Linked DNA regions of Mus musculus: regions 1 and 2 are each linked to region 3. The links are chromatin contacts, called in public promoter capture Hi-C maps. All regions are on one chromosome and are shown on one strand. Each heading gives the region's core, a stretch centred on a gene start, on an enhancer-like site or on the middle of the called end of the contact. The rest is flanking DNA. Distances are from core to core; before and after follow the strand shown.

Region 1 (3,105 bases), core at 78-2,577, 630 kb after region 3:
GGTTCATTGTACTTAAGAATAGAAAGAAAAAAAAAAAAGCACTAAGCATGAACGGTACTAACATAGCTAAAGCACTTTATGTATCACACTGAACCCGCTAGAAGTGCCCAAACTGGGTAATCTCGCTGTCCAACGTAACCTGTCAACTTGCTAAACGTAAGTACCAGGTAAACGGGAGCATAAAGAGGCTCAGTGGTTTACTACTTAAGAAGCAGAAGCCGGATTCGAACCCAGATGGATAGATACTCTCCCACCAATACCCGCTCCAAAGATTGAAGTTCCATGAAGGCAGGGTCTTGGTCCTGGCAACATCCATCCCCAAGGCGGATCACAGGACCTGGCGCCCATGTTCTGGCGCTCGGAAGCCAAGCTGGCTGGATGAATGGTGGGAGGAATGCGTTCCTTTGTCATCTGGGTTATCTTCCAGAACTCTCTGAGCATCCAGCGCAGAAATCCTCCCGGCCCGAAGAGGAGGAGCCCAAGAAGCGCCCGAGCTCCAAGGCCCCCCGCCCCGGGCTCACCTTGAAGTCGCGGCTGTGTTGCGGGGTGTACTCCAGCGTCCAGAGCGCCCGCACCAGATGCGCCAGCTGCTCGGTGACCTCGCCCTGGCCGTGCGGCCCGCGGCCCGCCGGCTGCTCCGACTCCGGCTCTGGCTCCGGTCGGCCCGCCCGGTACTGGCCCAGAGCCAGGTACTCGGCGAAGAGCTCGGTGTTACTGAGGCACTGCAGCGTGGCGTTCATGAAGCACGTGTTGCCGTGGTTGCGGAGCCCCGCCACGCCGGGCACCGGCTCCGAGGCGCAGGCGGGAGGCGCGGGCGAGGCGGGCGGCGGCGGGCACGGCGGCGGCGTGGGCGCGGAGGCCGGCCCGGGCGGGAAGCAGCTGCGGAGGCCGCCGCGGTCCGGGGCGGCGCCCTCGGAGCTGAGGTGCGAGAGCGTGGACAGCGTCTTGAGGACGCGGCTCATGAAACTGCCCACCGAGCGCGCCGACGACGGCGACGAGGGCGCGGCCGGCCCGGGGCCGCCAGCGCCGCCGCCGCCCCCCGCGCGGCCACTCCGGAACAGCCGCTTGCTGAACGAGCGCTTCTCCTTCCCGCCCGCCGCCACCGGCGGCCCGGGCCCGGGCGCCGTTACCTTGGACATGGCGGCGGTTGCCGACGCTCATCACCGCGCCAGTCCGCCCGGACCGCGACTCCGCCACGGCCGCCGCCGCATCCCGCCGCCTGCGCCTCACCCGGCCCGGGGGGCTTCACGCCCTACACCACCTCAGAGCGCCGCGGAGAGAGCGAGCAAGAGAGCGGCGACCGAGGGGCGCGCGTGCGTCGCGCGGCCGCCCAAGTGGGCAGCTCACGTGACTCGCTGGCATCGCAGCCCCGCCCCGCACTGAAGCTGCGAGGCCGCCATATTGACTGTGGGAACAGCTCTCTCCCTGAACCCTGATTCAAGGACTCCCTCGGCTTAGGGCGTGGTTCTGCGTGTTGAAGCTCAAGACTGGCCATGTTTAGTATGGGCACGGTCCTAAACGTTAGGGCAGGCGCTGGATGGTGGATTTTAGGGGTGGGTCTCTGTCTTTGCTTGTCAAATAGAAAAGATCTAGAGAAAGTACTGAAATCAAGCTGCCACGTACCAGGTGGCAGAGGAGCTGATAGATACAGCTTTGTCTTGTCCCAGGCGGGTTAACTCAGCCTGGCTCCCGAGGGACTGCCGCGTACCCACCCGAACGTGGTCACGGAGCTGGCACATTCTGGTGGGCTTTTCTTTCAGGATGTACCTTGAGGTCTCAGCAAAGTAATATTATTAGAATTGCCTTGCTGAAAAGTTTTGTAAAATACAGCCTTTAAATCCTCTGAGCTCTCCCTTTAATCACTCAATAAACTGAGCATTTGCTCATTCATTCATTCAATCATTCATTCATCCATCCATTCATTCAGTAAATATAGCAACTGAACACTTGCTGTTTGCCAAATACTGTACTAAACTCTAAGGATACGACAAGACTGAAACTAACTGAGTTTCTGCTTGCCTTCCTATAGTGTACACTCTCAGTAGGTATTCATTCATGATTACCTCTGTATTCCACACACTATGCCAATCATGGAATACCTTCCTTGGTTTTCAGTTCAGTGCCTTTGACATCTCATTTAAACCCAAGTTTGGCTCAAAGACTTAACCTTTAAACCAAGGGTCACAGATGCACTACTATCGCAGAGGCTAGATAGGTCATAGCAATGAACAAAGAATCCTGGTGAGGGGTCGGTCATCTGCTGATCAGGTCATACTTCACATATCTTGGGAATACAAGAAATGTTGTGGACAGCGGCAACCTGCTAATTAACATTCTTCTAAAGAGATGGCTTTCGCTCACCTCCAGTCAGTTGTTCCCATGTGAGAATGAGGGCTTAGTGTTGCCAGATCAGCTGATTTTTAGAGAAAAGGTGGAAATTCTATTTTTAAATGTTGGTTCAATTTTTTTTAAAGGAAAAAAAACTGCATGGGAGAACAGCGTGCATTAAGGCTGCCTACTACTCAAAATCCACTGGTTTCTGACCTTCTCTTTGTATGTTCTCTTTGCTAAGAGATGAGCCTGAGCCCTGGTTACTGCAAAAAACAGATAATGGGAAAGAAAGCCCATAACATTTTAAAGATAGAAAGGCCACCCTACACCCATCTCAAAGCAAATAGTTTTGGCCTCTAGATTTCTACTCAATACTAAATATGGTATCCTGTAATGATGCTCTTGGTTTGCTCTGAATAGGCTCAAATCCCCTCCACTTCTACCTCCTAATTAAAACATCCATCTTAGCTGTACCTTGGGCTCCTTGTAGCATCAGAAAGAATGCCACTAGATCACAATAGAAACTGAAGCCTGTGGCCCTCCACCTTTGCACACATGCTTGCTGCTTCTAACGACTTGATCCCAGCTGTGAACCTTTACCCAAGCTGATCCATCTGCTCCAGGTATCTTTCCTTGAACTTCCTCATTTAGTTTGCCTCTCTTCATCTCTAAAATCTTGCCTTCATTAATTGCATCATTTCTGCAGACTCTCTTAGAACCTTTTGGCCATACCATTAACTTGACCCTGTTGGAATTCAACAGACAATGAGTTAG
Region 2 (3,355 bases), core at 719-3,218, 910 kb after region 3:
TTCAAAGTGGAACCAAGGGCAGGGGACATGCCTGGGCTACCAATGAAAACAACCTGTCTCATGCTTTCCCTTAATACATGTGTATACTTTTGGAAATTCATAAGGTAAATGCCGTTCTCCCTAGGTGCTGTGGTTGCCATAGTGATGAACATGAAGACGGAATCACACACAAAGCCCAGGTGCTTGACAAGTTTAGGGGCCCATGAGGATATATGTATAAAAAATGGACCTGGCTGCTAAACTTGAAGCCCACTGCAACAGACTAGAGGCATGAACACCACGGTCTCCAGTTTCCTGCTAGCCCTGTGTTCTTAGGCCTGAGCATGTTTTAGCATCGGCTAGCCTCTTATCTGGTAAGTGTGGGACAGGGCCCATGGCTGCATCCTTAACACCTCAGAACACGAGGATGTGGGTCCCAGGAGCCACTAAGAAGCACTAGCCTGCTTTTTCGCTGCTCCCACACACATGCAGATGTGGGGAAAATATGCCTGGAAACCAAGCTGCAGCACCATAACCCAGGCTATCTATGTGGTACTGTGTCCTCAACACAGTGAAGCAGCAAGGAGGAGCACTGATTCAGCAACATATATTCTCTCTTTCTCTCTCATTCTCTCTCTCTCTCTCTCCCCCCCCTCTCTCTCGTCTTCTCTCTCTCATTCTCTCTTTCTTCCTCTCTCTCGCTCTCTCTCTCTCTCACACACACACAGTTAAAGTCTTCATTCAGGATGGCCCATCTTCCTTAGCTTACAAAGATATATTAATGGATTTGTGTCATTCTCATATACTGCTAAATACTAGGACCAGTTAACTATTAAATGCTCTCAAAAGTGACTCTTTATGCCAGGCATGACAGAACATGTCTATAATCCCAGAATTTCAGAATCAAAGGCATGAAGATCAAGAGTTCAAGGTCACCCTCCATCATAGAGCAAATTCAAGGCCAGTATGGGTTACATGAGAGTCTATCTACCCCACCACCTCCAAAAGGCCTTCTTTCAAGATTTATTTTTTAATTACATTCACCCATGTTTGTCTGTGTGTCAGTATGTGCATGTGAGTGTTTATGCCCAAGGAGGCCACTGAATCCCATGGAACTGGAGTTACAGGTAGTTGTGTGCCAACTGATGTGGGTGCTGAGAATTAAGTTTAGGTTCTCTACAAGAGTAGTAACCACTGAGCAATTACTCCAAACCCAAAGAGCTTTTTTTGGGGGGGGGGGGCACATATCTGTAATGCCAGAATTAGGGAAGCTGGGGCAGAAGGCGAGTTTGAGGCGAACCTAGGCGACAGAGTGAGACTGTAAATAAGAAGGGGGAAGGAGAAGGAAGAGTAAAAGAGCGTGCGAGAGCCGGCGAGAGCGATCCTATAGCCTAGGCCGGCCTCGAACTCACTTTGCAACTGAAGCTGGCTTTGAATTCCTGACCGTCCAGCACCACCTCCCCAGTGCGGAAATTAACGGCGGTCGCCACCACTCCCAGATTGTTATTATTATTATTATTGGGGTTTTTTTTTTGTTTTTAGTTTTTAGTTTTTAAAGGAAATGTTATGGCATCGTCGGACGTGAACACCAAAGCCTAGACCTAACTCAGACTACTGCAGGGCTCGCTTTCCCACCAAAGGAGAGGCTTGGCCCCTGGGCCCGGTCCTGCAGTCGGGTGCCGGGGCGGGCGGGTGGGCGTCTGCGTGGCTCACCCTCCACGGCGTGGTTCACCTCCTGGATGAACAGCTGCAGCTTCATTACCAGGGTGGCTGCGTGACCGTCCGCCTTCCCCGCCGCCCCGTCTTTGGGGCCGGCTCTGAAGGCCGCATTAATCCAGTCCTTCACGTCGAAGTCGTCAGCCAGGAACTTGGAGAAGTCCATGGCGCGCGGTCTCCGGGTTGGCGCCGAGCGACACCGCCTTCGGGACACCCGTCGAAACCCACCAAGCTTTACTTGCCGCCCCGTCAGCGCACTCGCGCCGAGGCCGAATGTCCCTCGTCGCGCGCCGTACTTCTTCCGGAAGTCGGTGCCTATTACCATAGCAACTGTTCCTGTTAGAGCAGCGAGCTTCGCGCAGTCCGGACAGGTACGACAGTTCGTTTTCTGCTCTTATTTGTCGAGCAGTAAACTAAGTAAACGCGTGTTTCCTCAAGACTAGAAGATTGACGTCTGAGAAGGGAGCAGCTGAGAAATATAAACTCTGTATGTAGGAGTAATGTTGCTAGTTTTCCGTCCTCACTAAATGCATACAGCAGTTTGGGTTTTTTGGTTTTTTGGTTTTTTGGTTTGGTTTGGTTTTGCTTTGAGACAGGGTTTCTCTGTGTAGCCCTGGCTGTCCTGGAACTCACGTTGTAGACTAGGCTGGCCTCGAACTCAGAAATTCGCCTGCCTCTGCCTCCCGAGTGCTGGGATTAAAGGTGTGCGCCACCACGCCCGGCAGCAGTTTGGTTTTTTTTTTAATTTTATTTTATTTTATATGGAGTGTTTTGCCTCTGTATGTGTGTGACCCACTTGCCTGTCTGGTGCGGGCAGAGGCCAGATGAGAATGAAAGATCTCCTGGAAGTGGGATGTTACATGTGGTTATCAATGCTGGGAGTGGAACGCAGGTCCTCTGGAAGAGCTGCCAGTACTATTAACCGCTGGACCATCTCTCCTCATAGATTTCTATAGATTTGATAATGGTCTCCCCTAACTCTGGTCTAATTTCAGTAATCTTCAATAATCTTCAAAAATTACTTTTCCTCCAATTCTTCCACTCATTTTCCATCATTTTCTTTACTAGTTAGGTTTTTTCTTTCTTTCTACCTTTCTTCCTTCTTCCTTTCTTTCTCCGATTTTTTTTTTTTTTTTTGCTCTTGTCTAGTATAGCAAAGTAGAGGATGTTGTTGTTGTTGTGAGGATGTTGTTGTTTGTTTGTTGTTTTTAAAGACGGGTTCCGTTCTTCTATCCTAGAACTCAAACCCATGCCTCAAAGATCGAACCTCCCACATGCTGGGATTTCTGGCTTAAGCCACCACTGCATGTTCTAGCGTTGGTTTCTAATTTAATTCCGTGTATCAGGAACACATATTATGACTCTGTTCTAAATGTACAGAGACTTGCTATGGCCTTAATATTTGTCTGTCATGGAGAAGAGTATATGTGCACTTAAAAATATGTACAGTACCCAAAAGGAGGACATGGTGTTGTGGGGAATGGATACAGCTAAAGGTAATAAGCAAAAGAAGCCAGAAGACGAAGTTCACGTTTTCTCTCAGTTCTGGATCCAGATTGTATAAACACCTAAAAGAATATCTAACATGAGAGCAGAGGAAAGACACGGGAGGAAAAAGAATGGAAGGTGGAGGTGGGAAAGAGGGAAGATATGCAGAAGG
Region 3 (3,513 bases), core at 81-2,580:
TCTAGTAACCCTCAGCTTGTACAGCAAGCACTGTACTGAGATATCTCCCCAGCTCCAACACCTGTTATTACTATTAGCATCAGAAGCTAACAATTACTATTATTATTATCATGATATTTTTGAGACAGGGTTACTCTATGTAGCCCTGACTGTCCTGGAACTTGCTCTGTAGACCAGGCTAGCTTTGAACTTAGAATCCGCTTGCCTCTGCCTCCCAGGTGCTGGGTTTGTGCCACCACTGCCCTGCCCAACATTTATTATTATAGAAAATGTCAAACGTACAAAAGTAGCACACAGACCCAGCCTTGCCTAGCGTTCATTAACTGGGGCTTGTTTCAGGTCTCCTCACTATCTCATCCCCTCCTTTTGTTATTATATCTGCAGACATTTCACAATACAGATGGGAAGATAAAGCTTTTCTCTAACTCCAACAAAGCTCTGTACAAAAGTAGTGTATAGTCATGGCAGACAATAGAGCAGTATAAGACATCACCGTGGTTCCTCAGCCAGAAGAGCCACTGTTAACATTTAGGAATAATTCACTCACTCCTCCTCCCCGTGCCCCATCTCCCCTCCCTCTGCATTTCTCCTTTCCTTTTCTTGTGTGTGCTGGAGAGTGAACCCAGACCCTTACATATGCTTGGCAAGTCCTCCACCATTAGGCTACTCTACCATGTATTTACAGATGAGAAAAAAATTAATTACAAGAACATTGGCTCCATTTGTTGCCCTGCAATCCAGATTTAGTGGACAAATCTTAGATTATTTAAACTATGATGAAATAAATAACTTTTATAGTGCTAGAACAGGTAGAGATAGAATTTAAAGATTAGTTATTTTATCAGGTGACTTTTCTCTAGGTCAAGTTACAGCTTTAAATCCAAGTTCTTTTCAGCCTTTAGAAACATTGTGCTATGAAAGTATTAAGCTAATATTGTACAGTGTACATTAGTCCAGAGCTTGCCTGTGTGGGAATTGACTGAGTGACTAGCACAAGTGGTCACAGATTCTCTCTGGTGAGATGTGCTCAAAGCAGCATCAACAACCAAGGGCCGGTAGGAAACCTTTCTTCAGCTATGCTTTAGTACCTAATTCTGTGGGAGAAGTGACCTCCTCCAGCCCCCGACTTACTGTAGTGCTGCCTTCTTAAATTATGTGCTAAGAGCTTAAGTACACAGATAAGGCGAGAAGCAGCGGTCACTTAATGAGCTGGAGAAAAGGAAAGCTTGACCTTCTTACCGACTTGGAAAAGGATCAGGCTGATCTCTGGCCGGAGGCGGCTCCTGCGTGCACTCACGGGGCCCATCTCTGCTGCATGTGCCGCCTTCTCCACTTTTCTCCTTTCAGAAAGGAAGAAGTAAAGAGAGGAACTCATATTAAGGAAGCACAAGCAGGAACTTTTAGAAATTGTGTAAGAATGGTTTGTAATAAGTTTCACCATTTAGAGTTGAGATTTCAGTCTAAGCGTGCGTGTATGTTAGAAACTGCCATGGGCATTTGATATTCTTTGTGGAGCTTGCAGGAGGTCAGTACTCCTCAAGCAGAGCCTGGCATTTTAGAGTGCTCTTACTGATGTGCTCCACTGCAGAGGGCCTCTCAGGGCCAGAAACTGTTAGACGTGAGCAGCAGCAGCAGAGGCCATGTTTCCTGTAGTCCTGGGAGAAAAACCCAGGGAGTGACCAGAGCATCCGGCATGGTAAAAAGGTACACAGCTGCTGTTAAGCTTGTGCGCCTGGCTTGCATTGAAAGATTTCTTGGTGTTGATAAGCAAAATGGCTATGTCCCTTGGTGCTTGCTTTGGGTCTGAGTCACACACAGCACCCCCTCTCCCCCAGCCTTTACTAGTCAAGTGGTTCTTTGTAAGTATCAGGAACTCAGCTGATCAGCAAAAAGAGACTTGTTAACAGGACTTGAAGTGGCTCCTGGAGTCTCAGAAGGCCTGGAGAACCATGTGAACTCCAGGTCAAGAGGAGCTTGAGTCACACTGGGAAACTGGTCTGATGATGGGTACTACGTGCTGCAAATTCTGTCATTAGCACCCACTCATCAGCCCACCTCCCTAGCCACTTGATATTAGTGCTTGCACTTGGCAAAAAGCCTTGTTTTATTCTGGGTCACCAGCTCATTCCAGTCTTGGCAACAGGCTAAGGTGTGGCACCGGTACCCTGCTTCAAGGAAGCCCAGAAAAGCAGCTTCCCCGCCCTCCAAGAACGAACTCCCCTGACAGGGAGAGAATGCAGTGCTGGCCACTGAAACGTGTGTACTCTTCCCTTTCCCCGTGCTCTATCACACGCTGCATCAGAAGCCTCACTATGAATTTAGTGGCATGTCACCACAGCCTCTAAGAGCACACCTAAGTGCACTTTTGGCATTGTCTGTTTGTAGTCAGAGTGTGGCTTGCAGGGAACAGACCTGGCCTGCTTCCCACAGCCCAGGCTCCTACTGCCCATAGGCTTGGAAGGGATTGACAGATGACTTAGGAAATGGGTCAGCTTCTCCTGAAAAGCACTTGTGTTTCTGTGGATAGAAATTTCTCATGAGCCTATTTTAATTTTAAGCCAGGCAACTTCTAGACAGGAAGTTGAGTAAGTGTACGTGATCTCGTATGTCCAAATCTCCTTTCAAATACAAGTGAACCCCATATTCAGTATTCACTGACTAGTTTCTGAGCCACACAGGCAGCTCAGTCAGTGTAGGCTCTGGATGAAGGCAGCCTGGGAACAGCACTGGATGCAGGCGGCCTGAGAGCATCACTTTGGGTAAGTTCTCTCACTCCTTCTAGGCTCTGTCCACTTGCTTTGAAGAGAGTGGAGCTGTTTAGAGATGGTGCACCCAGGGCATCAGTGCCTGGAACACTAGCTCTCCCTGTACTTCCCTCTTTTAGTGAGTCATTGTTCAAGAATTTAACTTAATGTTTTTATTTGTTCTAGTAGGTGGCAAGTGGGAGAAACCATCAGAAATTCTGGAAATCAAGGGACAGAATTGGGAAGAGCAAGTGAATAGCCTGCCTGAGGTGTTCAGAAAAGCCGGCTTTGTCGTCGAAGCTTTCACTAGACTGCCATACCTGTGTGAAGGCGACATGTACAATGACTACTATGTTCTGGACGATGCTGTCTTTGTTCTCAGACCAGTATAAACACGTGGAGGCCCAAGTCCTCAGAGTCACCCCTGCAACCGACCCTCCAGAAGAGGAGATGCATCCAGTGATGTGAGGGGGACCTCTGGGGACTGTCATTCTCAGTATCATGTAGGAATTTAAAAAGCCAAAATACTAATTCTTTCTTTGTAGTGTGTAAGGGAGTGTTTTTAAAAACAAAACCCAACTCTTTGTGTATTTTTAATCAACTCTTTACTCAGAATCACGCTCCAATGCAGGTCACTCTCCAATTATGATGGAAGATATTTTTTATACTTAATTGCTGTAGGGACTCATTCCCAGACAAAGCAATAGTCATGATGTCATGGAACCGATCAATGGATTGTTTTTAATAAATGAAGACTGGCAATAAAGCT

The links. Promoter capture Hi-C pulls out the DNA fragments that hold promoters and counts their contacts.
Region 1: a promoter capture Hi-C map of hippocampal neurons shows a contact between it and region 3, with 5 times the contacts expected there. The contact joins the promoter of Usp31 here to the promoter of Igsf6 in region 3. A contact is called at or near these places in 10 of 39 promoter capture datasets (the 3T3-L1 cell line, the C10 cell line, the SN4741 cell line and 7 more), 4 of 115 datasets of contacts at active chromatin or transcription factors (astrocytes, bone marrow-derived macrophages, embryonic forebrain and 1 more) and 1 of 9 other capture datasets (macrophages).
Region 2: a promoter capture Hi-C map of hippocampal neurons shows a contact between it and region 3, with 3 times the contacts expected there. The contact joins the promoter of Cog7 here to the promoter of Igsf6 in region 3. A contact is called at or near these places in 7 of 39 promoter capture datasets (3T3-L1-derived adipocytes, the C10 cell line, the HPC-7 cell line and 4 more) and 1 of 484 Hi-C or Micro-C datasets (myocytes).

What each region holds. Positions count from the first base shown.
Region 1 is chr7:121,706,115-121,709,219 of GRCm38.p6, forward strand. Usp31 (ubiquitin specific peptidase 31) reads right to left here and starts at 1,328. Exons shown (of 16, transcript NM_001033173.2): 1 at 522-1,328. The coding sequence starts at 1,139.
Region 2 is chr7:121,979,725-121,983,079 of GRCm38.p6, forward strand. Cog7 (component of oligomeric golgi complex 7) reads right to left here and starts at 1,969. Exons shown (of 17, transcript NM_001033318.3): 1 at 1,693-1,969. The coding sequence starts at 1,861.
Region 3 is chr7:121,073,200-121,076,712 of GRCm38.p6, forward strand. It overlaps Igsf6 (immunoglobulin superfamily, member 6), which reads right to left and starts at 1,331. Exons shown (of 6, transcript NM_030691.1): 1 at 1,240-1,331. The coding sequence starts at 1,306. Mettl9 (methyltransferase like 9) reads left to right here. Exons shown (of 5, transcript NM_021554.2): 5 at 2,931-3,513. The coding sequence ends at 3,136.